4 separate regions of the Mus musculus genome follow, and regions 1, 3 and 4 are each linked to region 2. The links are chromatin contacts, called in public ChIA-PET, HiChIP or PLAC-seq and Micro-C maps. All regions are on one chromosome and are shown on one strand. The core of a region is the stretch at or near the end of the contact, and the rest is flanking DNA. Distances in the headings are between cores, read along the strand shown. Region 1 holds the start of Rpl10a (ribosomal protein L10A). Region 2 holds the start of Fkbp5 (FK506 binding protein 5). Region 3 holds the start of Srpk1 (serine/arginine-rich protein specific kinase 1). Region 4 holds the start of Tead3 (TEA domain family member 3).

Region 1 (2,981 bases), core at 238-2,737, 160 kb before region 2:
TTTCCCAGAACCCCCTTTACTCCCTCACCTGCCCCCACCCCTCCCATCACAGCAGGTCTGTCAGAGCTGCCTGATGAGTGTCAAGGACTACACTGAGGGCAAGGGTGGGCTTGGGACCCATAACTTTTGTTTTCATGCTGAGCCGGAGTCTTAGGCCTGCTAGAACTCTGAACTCTGTCTTCAGCTGCAGCAAAGGTTTGGACTGGGATCTGAGGGATGTCTAACCCACCATGGGCTGAAAAGACACAGGGTGCCTGCTGCAGACCTGTGTGACATCTGTATTTCCACAGCACCTCACTCAAAAAATATTTAGCACACAGCTGGGCACGGTGGCACACACCTTTAATCCTGGAACTCAGGAGATCGAGGCAGGCAGATCTCTAATTTCAAGGCCAGCCTGGTTTACAGAGCGAATTCCAAGAGAGTCGGGGCTATGCCAAGAAACAAAAATTTGCCAAACTGATGTGACTGAATTAGCCTGAGAAAGTTCATGACAGCATCCTCCTACCTTAGCCCTGCAGTGGGTGGGGAACTGAGGTTTCTGGGTGCTTCTGAGTCCCTGTTCCAGGGAGGCAAGGAGGTCAGTCCAGTGAGAAGGTCTGGCTTTTGAGAACAAGCTGAATCTGACTACAGAAGCAAGGGGAACAATGTCTAAGAGACAGACGTCAGCCGCTCACCATGTTGATGGCCTTTAGAGTGTGGATGGCACTTGCAGCTTCAACCTGCCTGCTCTGCTCTGACCCTGTGGGAACCTGCTTCATCCTGCCTGCTGTTTGCTGTGTGTGTGCTCAGGCGAGATGAGCTATTCGTAGGTCTGCTCCCTGGAAATGGTGGGTGCTGGCTACATCTGTGATTTGTTCCCAGAGAGGGTGACATGCCTCCAAATGAGTCACTCCAGATCTGGAGGCTCCCTGCAAACGCTCCTTGACCCGGCGCCTCTCTATTAACTGCGAAGACCGGGGTCAAGTAACAAGAACGACTTTGTTTGAAATGCCAACTAATTGAGACAGGACAGGGGCATTTGTCCAAAGTCCACCTTGCCCGGAGGCTGAATCAGGGGCGGTTTATACAGATGGCCAGGATAGACTGGTGGGCGCCTCCTCCCAGGTGGAGGCTTAGGCTTAAGCCAGGCACATCTGATCCTAATCTAGTCACAAGGCGCTTTCCCGTTCTGCAGATCTCAGCAAGGGTCATTTCCTCAAGCTATTCCTGTCATCCATGCCTCTGCCCACATGCGGTGGCCGGACCATTGCACAATGCACGGCTAGAGGGGGCGGCTGCCCAGTGGCTCTGCGGGGCTCATCACCAAATTAGGCGATGACGGAGACCGGTTCTGCCGGGGACTGGAAGTCATGGGGCAGGCAGAAGATAGAAAGCAGGGAGAAATCCAATCCCAGGGCCCGGCTTCAGCCCTTGTCCCAATGCAGGACTGCCTGCTGCTCCTAGAGCGGTTCTCACGGTGCAGCCGCGTGGTGGCGCCCCCCCAGCGGCCGCAAACTGCAGCGCCTCTCCGGCTTGGCTGAGCGCGGAACGTGCCCGTAACGGGCAACTCTCGCGAGAACGCGGGCTCTATTTGAGCGCATGCGCAAAGCGCTCTGCCTTCTTTCCGGTTTCCGCGGCAGCCGCAGCCATGAGGTAAGTTGTTATCGTGGCGCTATCCGCCGCCATCCGTGCACCCACACGCCCGCGGACGCCCCGCGGCCCGTCTCGGAGGCTCTCCCGGCGACTGCCCCGCGTCGCGAGCCTTTCCCCAGCGTGCCGTGGGCCTGTCATCGGGCCCGGGGTGCAGCATGGCCGGCCCCGAACGCCTTCGCTTCTCCCCAACAGCAGCAAAGTCTCACGCGACACCCTGTACGAGGCGGTGCGGGAAGTCCTGCACGGGAACCAGCGCAAGCGCCGCAAGTGAGCGCGGGCCTCCCTCCCGGGGCAGGGCGAGCATCCCCGGCCATGGCGACCCTGGCTCACAGCTCCCCTCTCGCTCAGGTTTCTGGAGACGGTGGAGCTGCAGATCAGCCTGAAGAACTACGACCCTCAGAAGGACAAACGTTTCTCGGGCACCGTCAGGTTGGCACCGCTCTAACCCCACCCAGCCCTCAGTGTTCCCGTGTGGCCTGGCCGCGCCCTAGGCGGGCACGGGGACACTGACGTGCCAGGGTAGTTCAGGAGCCCTGCTGCAGGCAGGCAGGCTGGACGGACCCCCACCCTGGGTCTTAAAACAAGAGGGGAGGCGTGGGGAGGCCTCGGCCGAGCCCGCCGCCTAGCCTGAGAAGCCAGGCTAGTGTTGCCCAGAGCTCCGGGTAAGGCTTGCCGCTCCCTGCCATGCGTTCAGATCTAGCGGGATGGCCAGCGCCGACCATGACCTGTTCTGTTTTCTCCCCTCCCAAACGCAGGCTCAAGTCCACCCCACGCCCCAAGTTCTCGGTGTGCGTTCTGGGGGACCAGCAGCACTGTGATGAAGCCAAGGCCGTGGATATCCCCCACATGGACATCGAGGCGCTCAAGAAGCTTAACAAAAACAAGAAGTTGGTCAAGAAGCTGGGTAGGTGGGGCTCACTAGGGCTGAACACAACCCATGACCCCCTGCCCAGGAGTGGCAGCACACATTGGGCTTCACAACCAGTTAGAAAATGCCCCACAGGCTGGTCTGATACTCCCCTCTCGCCAGTGTGTGCAGTTGACTCATAGCCAGCTATTGGTTTGGGTTTCAAGTCTTTTCAGTTAACAACCTATCGAGGGAGGGGTCACAAGTGTCTCCCACGTGTTAGCCTCCATGGTAGCCCCTGTCTCCGCATACATTTTGGGAATAGTTATCCACTGTGAGCTAGGCAGTTGTCATGCCTGCTTTTATAGATAGAAGGTTTCTCCATCTGTCTTAAGATTTGGAGTAATACTGAGTCTTACTGATGTTGCCAGCCTGGGGTCTAAGGTTATCCTCTAGAAGTGCTCAGGACTGTGCCCTGTCACTGAGCTGTGTTCTCAGG
Region 2 (3,016 bases), core at 257-2,756:
GAGGAAAAGCTATAATTTTTAACAACATATAAAGCTAACAGCAAGAAGTGGGGAGGAAAAGACAAAATGCTTAACCCAAACACACCTTAACTTTTCCCTTGTCCACAGCCCTAAGAAAATGGGATGACAATAGAAATAAACACTCTCTCCTTCCCCTAAAGGAAGCAAAGAAAGTGCCTATTCAACGCCCTGGTCCGCTGGAAAACACACTCCTGAAAGAAGAAGAAGGGAAAAAAAAAAAAAAAAAAATCCCCAAACCACCAGCTCCCAACTGCCGCATGCAGAATTTACTGAATGGCGGCCAAGCGCTGTACACCCTGTCCCGAGCCCCGCCGAGGGCTGTCCCAAGTTCTGCACGCTCTGCTTACGATCTGTACCTTCCAACGCTTTCGCCATGGCTGCAGACACCAATTATTTAAAAAATGAGGCGCAAGCGCTCCACCTGGCTCATCCACAGACGAAGATGAGGAGGAGGAAGATGGTCATAATGCAACGTGCTCCCTTAGATTCATCCCACACACACACACAAAATGCTGGGTTTGGAGTCAAGGACTATGGCCGGAACAGGAGTGGTGATGCCGCTGGGGCGAAGGGAATGAAGATTCCTAAAATAACTTTTATTTCCTTAGTATTATTGAGAGCGGGGGTGAGAGATGAGAATGTGTATCGGAGCCAGTGGTGTTTGTGCTGTGTACACAGGGAGGTCAGAGGACAACTCGCGGTTGGAGTCGGTTCCCCTACTACCATGTCGGTTCCCGGGATCGAACCCAGGTCGTCACGCTTGGCTGCAAGCGGCTGTACCCGCTCAGCCACCTCCGAGACAACTTTTAATTAGCCCTTCCTCCTCAGTACCTCCGAGACCCTCCGGTCACCTGCCTGCCCGGTGCGAGCCGGCTCGGGAGCGGCAGGTGAGGGCGGTGCCCGGCCGGCACGCCCATCGCGCGGCCCCGCGGACGCGGCGGAGCACTCCGTTATCCGCGGGGCTTGCAGGGCTCCGGAAGGCCAAGTTTCCTCCGCGTCCGGAGGGCGGCGTGGCGGAGCGACACGGGGCTCCCCGGACCTGTGGGCTGCGCGGGAAACAAAAGCCGCGCGCGGGCGAGCGAGCCGCCGCCGCCGCGCTGAGGGAGACGCTGGAGAAGAGCGCCGGCCGCTCCACCTCCCACGCGGGGCCCAGGCCTCCCGCGCGTCCCGTCCACGCCATCCCGGGGAAGCCGCGCGAGGGGCGGCAGAAGCGGGACCGCGAGCACGGGGCTGGCTCCGGGGTCCGCCGCGTGCGCGCGCCCCATTCCCGCGGCCATGGCGCCCGTACCTGTCGCCGCGTCCGCCGCCGCCGCGTCCCTCGCTCCGCGTCTCTCCGCCGCCGCGCGCGCCGCTCAGCCCGCCCAGCAGGCCGCCGCTCCGTCCGCACGCTCGGTCGCTCAGCCGCGCGCCGGACACCGCCGCCGGAGACTGGCAGCGCCCGCAAGCCGGCTAGTGCGCCGGGCAGCGCCCGCCGTCGTCCCGCCCCCGCCGGCCGCAGGACCCACCTCCCATAGGGCCACGGGGCTGCCAATCCGCCCCCAAAAGGCGCGCGGGCTGTCGCTCCGCCCGTCCCGATTGGTGGCCGTGCACTGCCTATGCAAATGAGGCTCCGCCCCGTTCGTTTGCATCTCCGCCTCTTCACCGCTGCCCACGTGTCTGGCCCTTGCCCTTTGTGGGGGCCGGAGAAGAGGGATGGAGGAAGCTGACTGACACCTCGCCTCGTCGTCCACTGCCTCCAGACTAAATACTGACCAGACAAGCGTCTGCCTTGCCTGTCTGTCCACCCAGCCTGCCCTTCACGAGCTGCAGAGGTCGGGCCATGCTGACCCCGGAAAATAACCTCCTGAACTTGAAGATGCTCCTTAGAGACTGGGAAAATGCGATGTAGCACCTAGCACCTCTCTCTCTGGACACCCAGTGGGCGTGAAGATGTCGCTTTCCCTTGAGGTTTCTGCCTCTCCAACACAGCAAGCAGCCCAGGTGATGAGGTCAAAAAGGAACCCAAAGGATGGCTGTTGAGCTAGGTCAGCTTCGAGATGGCACCCCCTCGCCACGTCTGGGTGACTCCTATAGACGCTCAGGAGCTGCACCTGGGGACTTGAACTCTAACTGTTCGGTTTTTAAGAAGATTCTTAGAAGAACGTTTATGATGAGTGTTTCGCCTGCTGGGTGTGTGTGTGTGTGTGTGTGTGTGTGTGTGTGTGTGTGTGTGTGTGTTTACTATGTGAGTGCAGTACCCAACAGAGGTCAGAAGAGGGCATCGAATCCCCTGTCACTGGAGTTGGAAGCATCCTGTGCTCTCCCAGCCTCTGGGAGAACAACCAGTGAGAGCAACTGCTCATAACAGCTAGGGAATCTCTCCAGACCCCCGGTTGGTTGGTTGGTTTGTTTGTTTGTTTGTTTGTTTTTTGAGGGGAGGAGAAACTATAAAAGTCCCAATTACCTATGGAATATTTTGTAGCCACAGGAAAATTCCATGTTTCCTGGTTCCATGTCTGCTTTTATTTTAGTTTTGGTTTTTTGTTTTGTTTTTTAAGATTTATTTATTTATTATTATATCTAAGTACACTGTAGCTATCTTCAGACACACCAGAAGAGGGCATCAGATCTCATTACAGATGGTTGTGAGCCACCATGTGTTTGCTGGGATTTGAACTCAGGACCTCTGGAAAAGCAGTCAGTGCTCTTACCCGCTGAGCCTTCTCTCCAGCCCCTAGTTTTGGTTTCTTTTGTCTTGTCTCACTTTAGAACTTATGAAGATACATGTCACCTTGTATGGTGATATATATCAATGTCCATATAACACATATGATATATATCAATGTCTATCACCCACATGGTGGTATGGTCATTCCTTCCCTATCCTCAAAGACCTCTACAGAAAAGATAAAACTGATATAAAAGATACCCCACCCACCCACTCCTCTTGGATAGGGGTCCTTCTCAGTCGCTTGTCTTTCCTCAGTGATTGGAAACCTCCCTTAACCAGCCTCCA
Region 3 (3,206 bases), core at 55-2,554, 140 kb after region 2:
GTAGCAGCTAAGCTCACTTGAATAAGCCTCCACCCAGCGTTTCTATCAGACTGTGCCCTCTTTTGTGCACACACACCCCCAACACCACTAAACCACTATTACACATCAAATCGGGCAAGTGTAGCACTAGGCCCACCAAGCCGGAATCACCCAACCGGCACCAGCAATTTGACTCTGGACATTACTCCGACGTTACTGCTCTGAGGACCTGATAGTACGGCCCGCCGGTAATGCATAACTTAGCCGGCACACCGAGTGGACAGCAACGCCACAGAGTCTCCCAGACTTAGGAAGCAGAGTAATCAGGCGCGAGGAAGACTCCCGGCCGTCCTCCTCTACCCAAGCGAGCGTGTGGTTGGCAGGGCCAAGGGTAAACAGGGAAAATTCATTCAACAATTTCCCGATGGCGTAGCGTGCGGACAGACGTAGGAGGCAAGTTAAGACGCTGCGGAGCACGGAAGGAAGAGCAGAGTTCACAGACAGGCAGGTAATGATTGCCAGCTCCGGCTGCCGGGCCACACCTGGGCCTCCTCGATGGAGTTGGCGAGTGGTGCCGGGCAGGCTCCGGGTCTTTCCAGCAGACCCGAGCCTGGAGACCCAGCTACCTTCCACATGATTCCCGGAGGGCGAATCACACAGCGGCCCAGTAACCATGTGGCGGGGAGGGGTTGGGGGGGAACCGCCCGAAGCGCACAACCCGGTAGGGGGAGGAGGTCCCCGAGGAAACGCAAAGGGCGGGATGTTGGGGTACAAGACTCACTTCCTTTGGGCTTTGTCCTTCTTGGCCTTGGTCCTTTTCTTTCGGGCCTGGAGCGCGAGCACTGCGGGAGAGAGGGATGGATGAAGGGCCGATGTAAGTGGGAGGCGGGGAGCGGCGCGAGCACGCAGGGCGACCGGGCCTGAGGCTGCGGGCCGAGCGCGGGGCGGGCTGCTCGGGGTGCACAGCGGCTGCCAGGCCCGGCGCGCCCAAAGAGGCTCGGGCCGGCCATGAGGCCTCGCCGCCCCGGCCTGGGGGCTGCGGAGCGAGGGGCGGGGACGGCGGGCGCCGGAGGACGCCGCAGCCGAGGGGCGAGAGGCAAGAGTGACGCCGCTTCAGGGGGCCGCGACAGTGGCCAGAGAGGCGCCTGGCGCCCAGTCGGGGACCGCCGTGGCTCCTCGTGGCGGAGGCCGCTCCGCCGCTCACCTTTCCGCTCCATGGCGAGACCGGTAACCGCCAGGCGCCTGCGCACTCGAGTGACGCCGACTCGGGCTCCCGCCGCGGCCCAAATCCCAGCTCTTCCTCCCGGCGCGCGCCGGCCCCGCCTCCGGGCCCGCCCGACCACGCCCCACACGGCGTCGCGCGCCTGCGTGGTGAACACAGAGCCTACCACCTGCTCCGGGGTGTACGAGAGTGGAGGGCAAGGGACCGAGGGATCCTGAATGGGAAGCTGGTTTTAGTGTCCCGCCATAAAGCGCGCGGCTTGAAGTTCTTACCTCCTGAGGAAAGGCAGGGCTCCGCAGTCAGTCGGGATTTGCCTCAGTTTCCCCGGCCTGCAAAACTGCTTAACCCAAACATATCCCAGTTCCTGTCTGAGCTGTTGTAAGGGCCAATTAAGACATTAAAGAAAATGGGAAATTAAATTGTATGTGGATACACACAGAACAAAGGCTGGAAGGAGGGAACGTGTGCCTCTGTCCTCTTCTAAAGATAAAACCTTGGGCCAGCAGCCCATGCCTTTAATCCCAGCACTCCAGAAGCAGGTGTATCTTTATGAGTTCCAGGCCAGCAAGGCATATATAATGAGATCCTGACCCAAAATAAATCAATAAGAACTGGATGGGGGGGCGGTATGGGGGACTTTTGGGATAGCATTGGAAATGTAACTGAGGAAAATACGTAATAAAAAAATATTAAAAAAAAAAAAAAGAACTGGATCAGAAGCTGGGCAGTGGTGGTGCACGCCTTTAATCCCAGCACTTGGAAAGCAGAGGCAGGCAGATTTCTGAGTTCGAGGCCAGCCTGGTCTACAGAGTGAGTTCCAAGACAGCCAGGGCTACACAGAGACACCCTGTCTCGAAAAACCAAAAAAGAAAAAAGAAAAAAAGAAAAGAACTGGACCAGAAGACAGCTCAGCAAGTAAAGGTGCCTTAAGGACCTGAATTCAAATCCAAATAGGGCCAATTCCCACAGGTCTCTCTCTGACTTGCACACAGGACCCATGGCACATGCAACAACCCCTCACCCATAAGTAAGCTAAACAATTATTTTAAGTAAAAGCAAACACTTCTAAAGGGAATTTTCTAGCTGCAAGTTGAAAGCCTTAAAGGAAGGGTGTGAATGGGAATTCTGTTTTCTCCTTGAAGAACTCTCTTCATCGTAGGACTTACCGGGTGTTTCCATACTGTCAAGTGCATGATCTTATTAGATGCTGATGTCAACTTCAGGCCAAGGTAGTTATTATCCCCATTACAGAAAGATGAGAACGTGGAAAGGATTGTGTGCTCAGAATCTTGCTGTCCCAACCCAATGATTCAGGCATCAAAACTCCTATAGTAAAGTAGAATCAGCAGGCATTTATGAGAGAGATGGGGGAGGAACATGAGGCTCTCTAGACCCCAGTATTTCTTCCAAAACATAGACTGTGGGTACTGCTGTGGAGATTTATAGTAGGCACTGAAATTCGCAATTGGAATTGTATACTTTTCATGTGTTTCAGAACTCTCCTTTAGATCTTTTTTGTGATTTTCTTTTTGTTGTTTTGTTTGTCTGTTTGGGGGGTTTTTGGTTTGTTTTGTTTTGTTTTTGTTTTGAGACAGGGTTTCTCTGTGTAGTCCTGGCTGTCCTAGAACTCACTCTGTAGACCAGGCTGGCCTGGAACTCAGAAATCGGCCTGCCTCTGCCTCCTAAGTGCTGGGATTAAAGGCGTGCGCTACCAACACCCGGCTCCACTGAAGCCTTTTCAAGTGGCGTGCATATGTCTATATTCCAGCTGGCTAGGGTAGGGGCTCAAAAACCCAGCTCTATAAGAAGTGGGACTTGGGGGCTGGTGAGATGGCTCAGCAGGTAAGATGTCTCTAAGAGCACCCAACTGCTCTTCTGAAGGTCCTGAGTTCAAATCCCAACAACCACATTGTGGCTCACATCCATCCGTAAGGAGATCCGACTCCCTCTTCTGGAGTGTCTGAAGACAGCTACAGTGTACTTACATAAAATAAATAAATAAATC
Region 4 (3,120 bases), core at 503-3,002, 140 kb before region 2:
CAGCAGAACTAGTTAGGGTCTAAAAATTCAGTGATGGTGGATGAGAGACTCTGGATAGACACACACCTGTGTGTGTGTGTGTGTGTGTGCACTCAAAAGATTTCCTGCCAACCACTGGCCATTCTGTTCCCCAAAGTGCTAATTAGCATTAATTACAGTTCCCTCCCTGGAGGTGGGGAAGGCCTGGCTTCCAGCCCCTCCCTGAGGAGGGGGGTAATTCAGTCTCCTGTCCACTCTTGGCCCAAGGGATAAGTAGACAGACCCTCACCCTTCCCATGAAGGAAGAAAAGGCTTGTCAGACAACGGGGAAGACCAGAGTGGGAAGGGAAGACCGGATGCCCTCAACTGCTTTAACAAGTGTCAGGAGAAGGAGGTCTGGGGACTAGGAAGGGCAGAGGCATAGTCCTTACACCTTCAACTAATAGCTGCTTTCCCTCCTGGCAGCAGCCCGCAGCTGGTTGTGAGTGTAGGGGTGTCCCAGACCCCAGCACTGAGGCAAAACCCTGTGTGTACAGATCCAGGCTACGAGAGTTCAAATACACGGAGCCACCATGGACACCAGTCCCTCAAAGCTGTGTCCAGCCCCCACCGCCATCCTCCGGGCTAGGCTACAAGTCCAGGCCTGACTTGGTTCTGCCCCTACCTGGAGAGAGCTCGAGATACAGAGAGAGGGACACAGGCCCTGAGAAGCCCGGCCCTAGGCTTCGTTCGTTCCCTCTTGCTCTTTAAAAAACTAAGCCCTCAATCAGGGCCCCTGTTGGGGGGGGGGGGGGGGGCGGGTAGAGTAGGGGCTAAAGTGACACTGCCCCGAAGGCCTGCTGGGGCTAGAAAACAGACCCACATCAGCGCTCCAGCCTCCCTTCCCAGGCAGGAATAAAGACGTGACAGACAATGGAGAGGACCCGAGTGGGAAGGGAAGCCCTGTCGCCCACAATTGCCTTAACAAGTTCTCCGGAGAAGTGCGGGGAAGGCCCCAAATCCAGCCGCGTCCCGAGCGAGGCTCCTGGAGCAAGGAGCTGGGACTCGCCCCGAGGCGGGCGGCAGAACTGTAGGGGACAGGCGTCCCCCCACGCCTTTGGGTGCGCACACGCTCCGGGCTCACACTGTGGCTTCCAGACACCCGGGCCGGGTCCCAGCGCAGCCGCGAGCAGCGCGCACACCGGCGCGCCCTGGCTAAGGCCTGCGTGGAGCCCGGGGCTCGCGGGCTCTCGGGAGTCCAAAGGGCGCCCCGGATACGAGTCCCGGCGCAGGCCTTCCAAGCCCGCGGCTCTGGGCGCACACCCCGGCACACGGCGGGGCCAGGCCCGGGCACCCGGGACACTCCGGGCTTCCCAGCCTCCGGGTCGCGGGGGGGTGGGGTGGGTGGGCGGGGCTTCCCGGAGAGCGTCTCCCCCCTTCCCTCCAAAGTTCCCGGCACCCAGGTCCTGGGCTCCGGCGCGGGCTGGACAATAGCTCAGAACCCCTAGAGTGTCCCGGGTCCCCGCCATCCAGAAGCCACCCGAGCAGAGCAGTCACCTCTGCGCGCGAGGCCTCCGAGTTGCATTCCCCGGGCTTACCTGCTCCGAGCTCCGGGGGGCGCTCCGCCGGGCCGCTCCGCCGGGCCCGAGGGAGTAGTGAGGGGGGCCGGGAAGGGGGGTCGTGGGCAGGGGGATGGCCGGAATGTACGGAATGAGCCCGGCCGGAGCGGGAGGTGCTGGGCGCGGAGGAGGGAGCGAGCGGGACGGAAAGTTTGTGTTGAGGGAGCCGGGCGGGGGGTGGGGGCTGCGGGCGGGAGGGGCGGGACCGGTAGGCGGGGCCAACGGCGGGCGGGCCCACGGGTGGGCGGTGCTATTTGGGGGGAGTGATCTAAGGCGGGCCGGGGCCTGCTGTCTCTCTAACCACCCAGTCCCAAGAACGCCCGTAGCTGTGGATTCACACTCCCGCGCACCCCATTCCTCGCTCGTCGTCTCAGAGTTCCCACCTCCCCTACACAACCCCCTTGTGGGTACTCCGCTGAATCTAGAGGGATCAGGTCTGGGGCGGAGCCAAGAGGAGAGCTCTGCCCCCTAGGCTGAACTCCTTGGAGGTGTTTAGGGTCCTGGGGAGCCGCGTCCTCCGCATCCAAATGACCCGAGCGCGCACGGGGTCTCGGGCTCCCCACCCTTCTACTCGGGTCCCGGGCAGCCCAGGCCTCTGCAGCTCCCCTCCCGCCCAGAGCCCGCCCCCCACTCCGGGGCCTCAGACTTGGCTCCGCCCTGCCCGGACCCGGTTTGTCTGGTTCTCCCCGAGTGGCTTGTTTCTCGAATTTCTCCCTTTCTCCCTCTTCCTCTACCTCTAGGGCCCTCCCTCTCCTCCCTACTGGCGGAGAGTCGGGGGCCCGGACCCTGTGCGCTTGACGAGGTTCCATAGAACAGAAGGGGACGCGGGAGCGCGGGGCCAACGCAGGCACCTGAGTTTACACACATGAATCCAGAAACTACCGATGCGTTCAGCCTCGGACGTGACTTTATTGGGGATGTGGGTCCCTGGCTCTGCTTCACCATCGTCCCCTCCCCACCCCCTACAAACCCCCCAGCGCGGGGTCGGAGGGGCCTCGAACATCTGACTCCGGCTCTCTGACAGGAAGTGACTGGGGAGGAGGGGGCGAGGCAAGTACTTTTGGGCGACCAGATGTTCATCTCCATCCCCTCTGCCTCAGCCGGTGCCAGGCTGGGGGAGTGGAGGGGGGAAATGCCCGGAGGTCACGGAGAGGGGTGAGCCCTTCCATGGGAGCTGTGGGGGAGGGACCTTGCCACCCCCAACCGAATGCTTTCCCAGCGCTGAGGAGCTGTGGGGGGTCACTCGCAGGCCAGCTTCCCGTCGAAGCTGGAGAGGGCGATGGCGAAGGCCTGCAGAGCACACAGCGGGTACCGGTAGTCTAGGGTGAAGGCGTCCTCAGCCACGCGGCCGAACTGCAGCACTATATAGTCAGCTGTGAAGACAGACCGTGGGGTGACCTTGGACCCCATCTCGACAGGCAACCCCTCAACAAAACGAGGTCTTGCTCCTTGATGTGGAGTCATAGCCCCCATGCAGCTTCAGGCCACCTTCCCCGTTCTGGGTCATCCAATCAGCCCAACCCAGCCGCTACAGGGTCTGTCA

What was found. Hi-C and Micro-C count contacts between places; a contact is called where the count stands out from the background. ChIA-PET counts read pairs in DNA pulled down with a chosen protein or histone mark. HiChIP or PLAC-seq counts read pairs in DNA pulled down with a chosen protein or histone mark.
Region 1: a contact with region 2 is called in a FOXA1 HiChIP or PLAC-seq map of pancreatic cancer cells. The contact joins the promoter of Rpl10a here to the promoter of Fkbp5 in region 2. A contact is called at or near these places in 4 of 39 promoter capture datasets (the 3T3-L1 cell line, cranial neural crest, frontonasal cranial neural crest and 1 more), 1 of 15 datasets of contacts at CTCF or cohesin (the NIH/3T3 cell line), 1 of 484 Hi-C or Micro-C datasets (cerebral cortex), 5 of 115 datasets of contacts at active chromatin or transcription factors (the SCID.adh cell line, bone marrow-derived macrophages, effector CD8 T cells and 2 more) and 1 of 9 other capture datasets (adipose tissue).
Region 3: an RNA polymerase II ChIA-PET map of effector CD8 T cells shows a contact between it and region 2, with 32 read pairs. The contact joins the promoter of Srpk1 here to the promoter of Fkbp5 in region 2. A contact is called at or near these places in 1 of 484 Hi-C or Micro-C datasets (embryonic stem cells), 1 of 115 datasets of contacts at active chromatin or transcription factors (effector CD8 T cells) and 2 of 9 other capture datasets (liver and pancreatic islet).
Region 4: a Micro-C map of embryonic stem cells shows a contact between it and region 2, with 3 times the contacts expected there. The contact joins the promoter of Tead3 here to the promoter of Fkbp5 in region 2. A contact is called at or near these places in 5 of 39 promoter capture datasets (the 3T3-L1 cell line, cranial neural crest, hematopoietic stem and progenitor cells and 2 more), 2 of 484 Hi-C or Micro-C datasets (both in embryonic stem cells), 3 of 115 datasets of contacts at active chromatin or transcription factors (effector CD8 T cells and embryonic stem cells) and 3 of 9 other capture datasets (adipose tissue, liver and macrophages).

Annotation. Positions count from the first base shown.
Region 1 is chr17:28,326,984-28,329,964 of GRCm38.p6, forward strand. It overlaps Rpl10a (ribosomal protein L10A), which reads left to right and starts at 1,488. Exons shown (of 6, transcript NM_011287.2): 1 at 1,488-1,635; 2 at 1,828-1,902; 3 at 1,984-2,064; 4 at 2,391-2,539. The coding sequence starts at 1,631.
Region 2 is chr17:28,484,643-28,487,658 of GRCm38.p6, forward strand. Fkbp5 (FK506 binding protein 5) reads right to left here and starts at 1,507. Exons shown (of 11, transcript NM_010220.4): 1 at 1,310-1,507.
Region 3 is chr17:28,621,217-28,624,422 of GRCm38.p6, forward strand. It overlaps Srpk1 (serine/arginine-rich protein specific kinase 1), which reads right to left and starts at 1,305. Exons shown (of 16, transcript NM_016795.4): 1 at 1,184-1,305; 2 at 761-821. The coding sequence starts at 1,196.
Region 4 is chr17:28,349,053-28,352,172 of GRCm38.p6, forward strand. Tead3 (TEA domain family member 3) reads right to left here and starts at 1,753. Exons shown (of 13, transcript NM_011566.4): 1 at 1,557-1,753. It overlaps Tulp1 (tubby like protein 1), which reads right to left. Exons shown (of 15, transcript NM_021478.2): 15 at 2,463-2,950. The coding sequence ends at 2,817.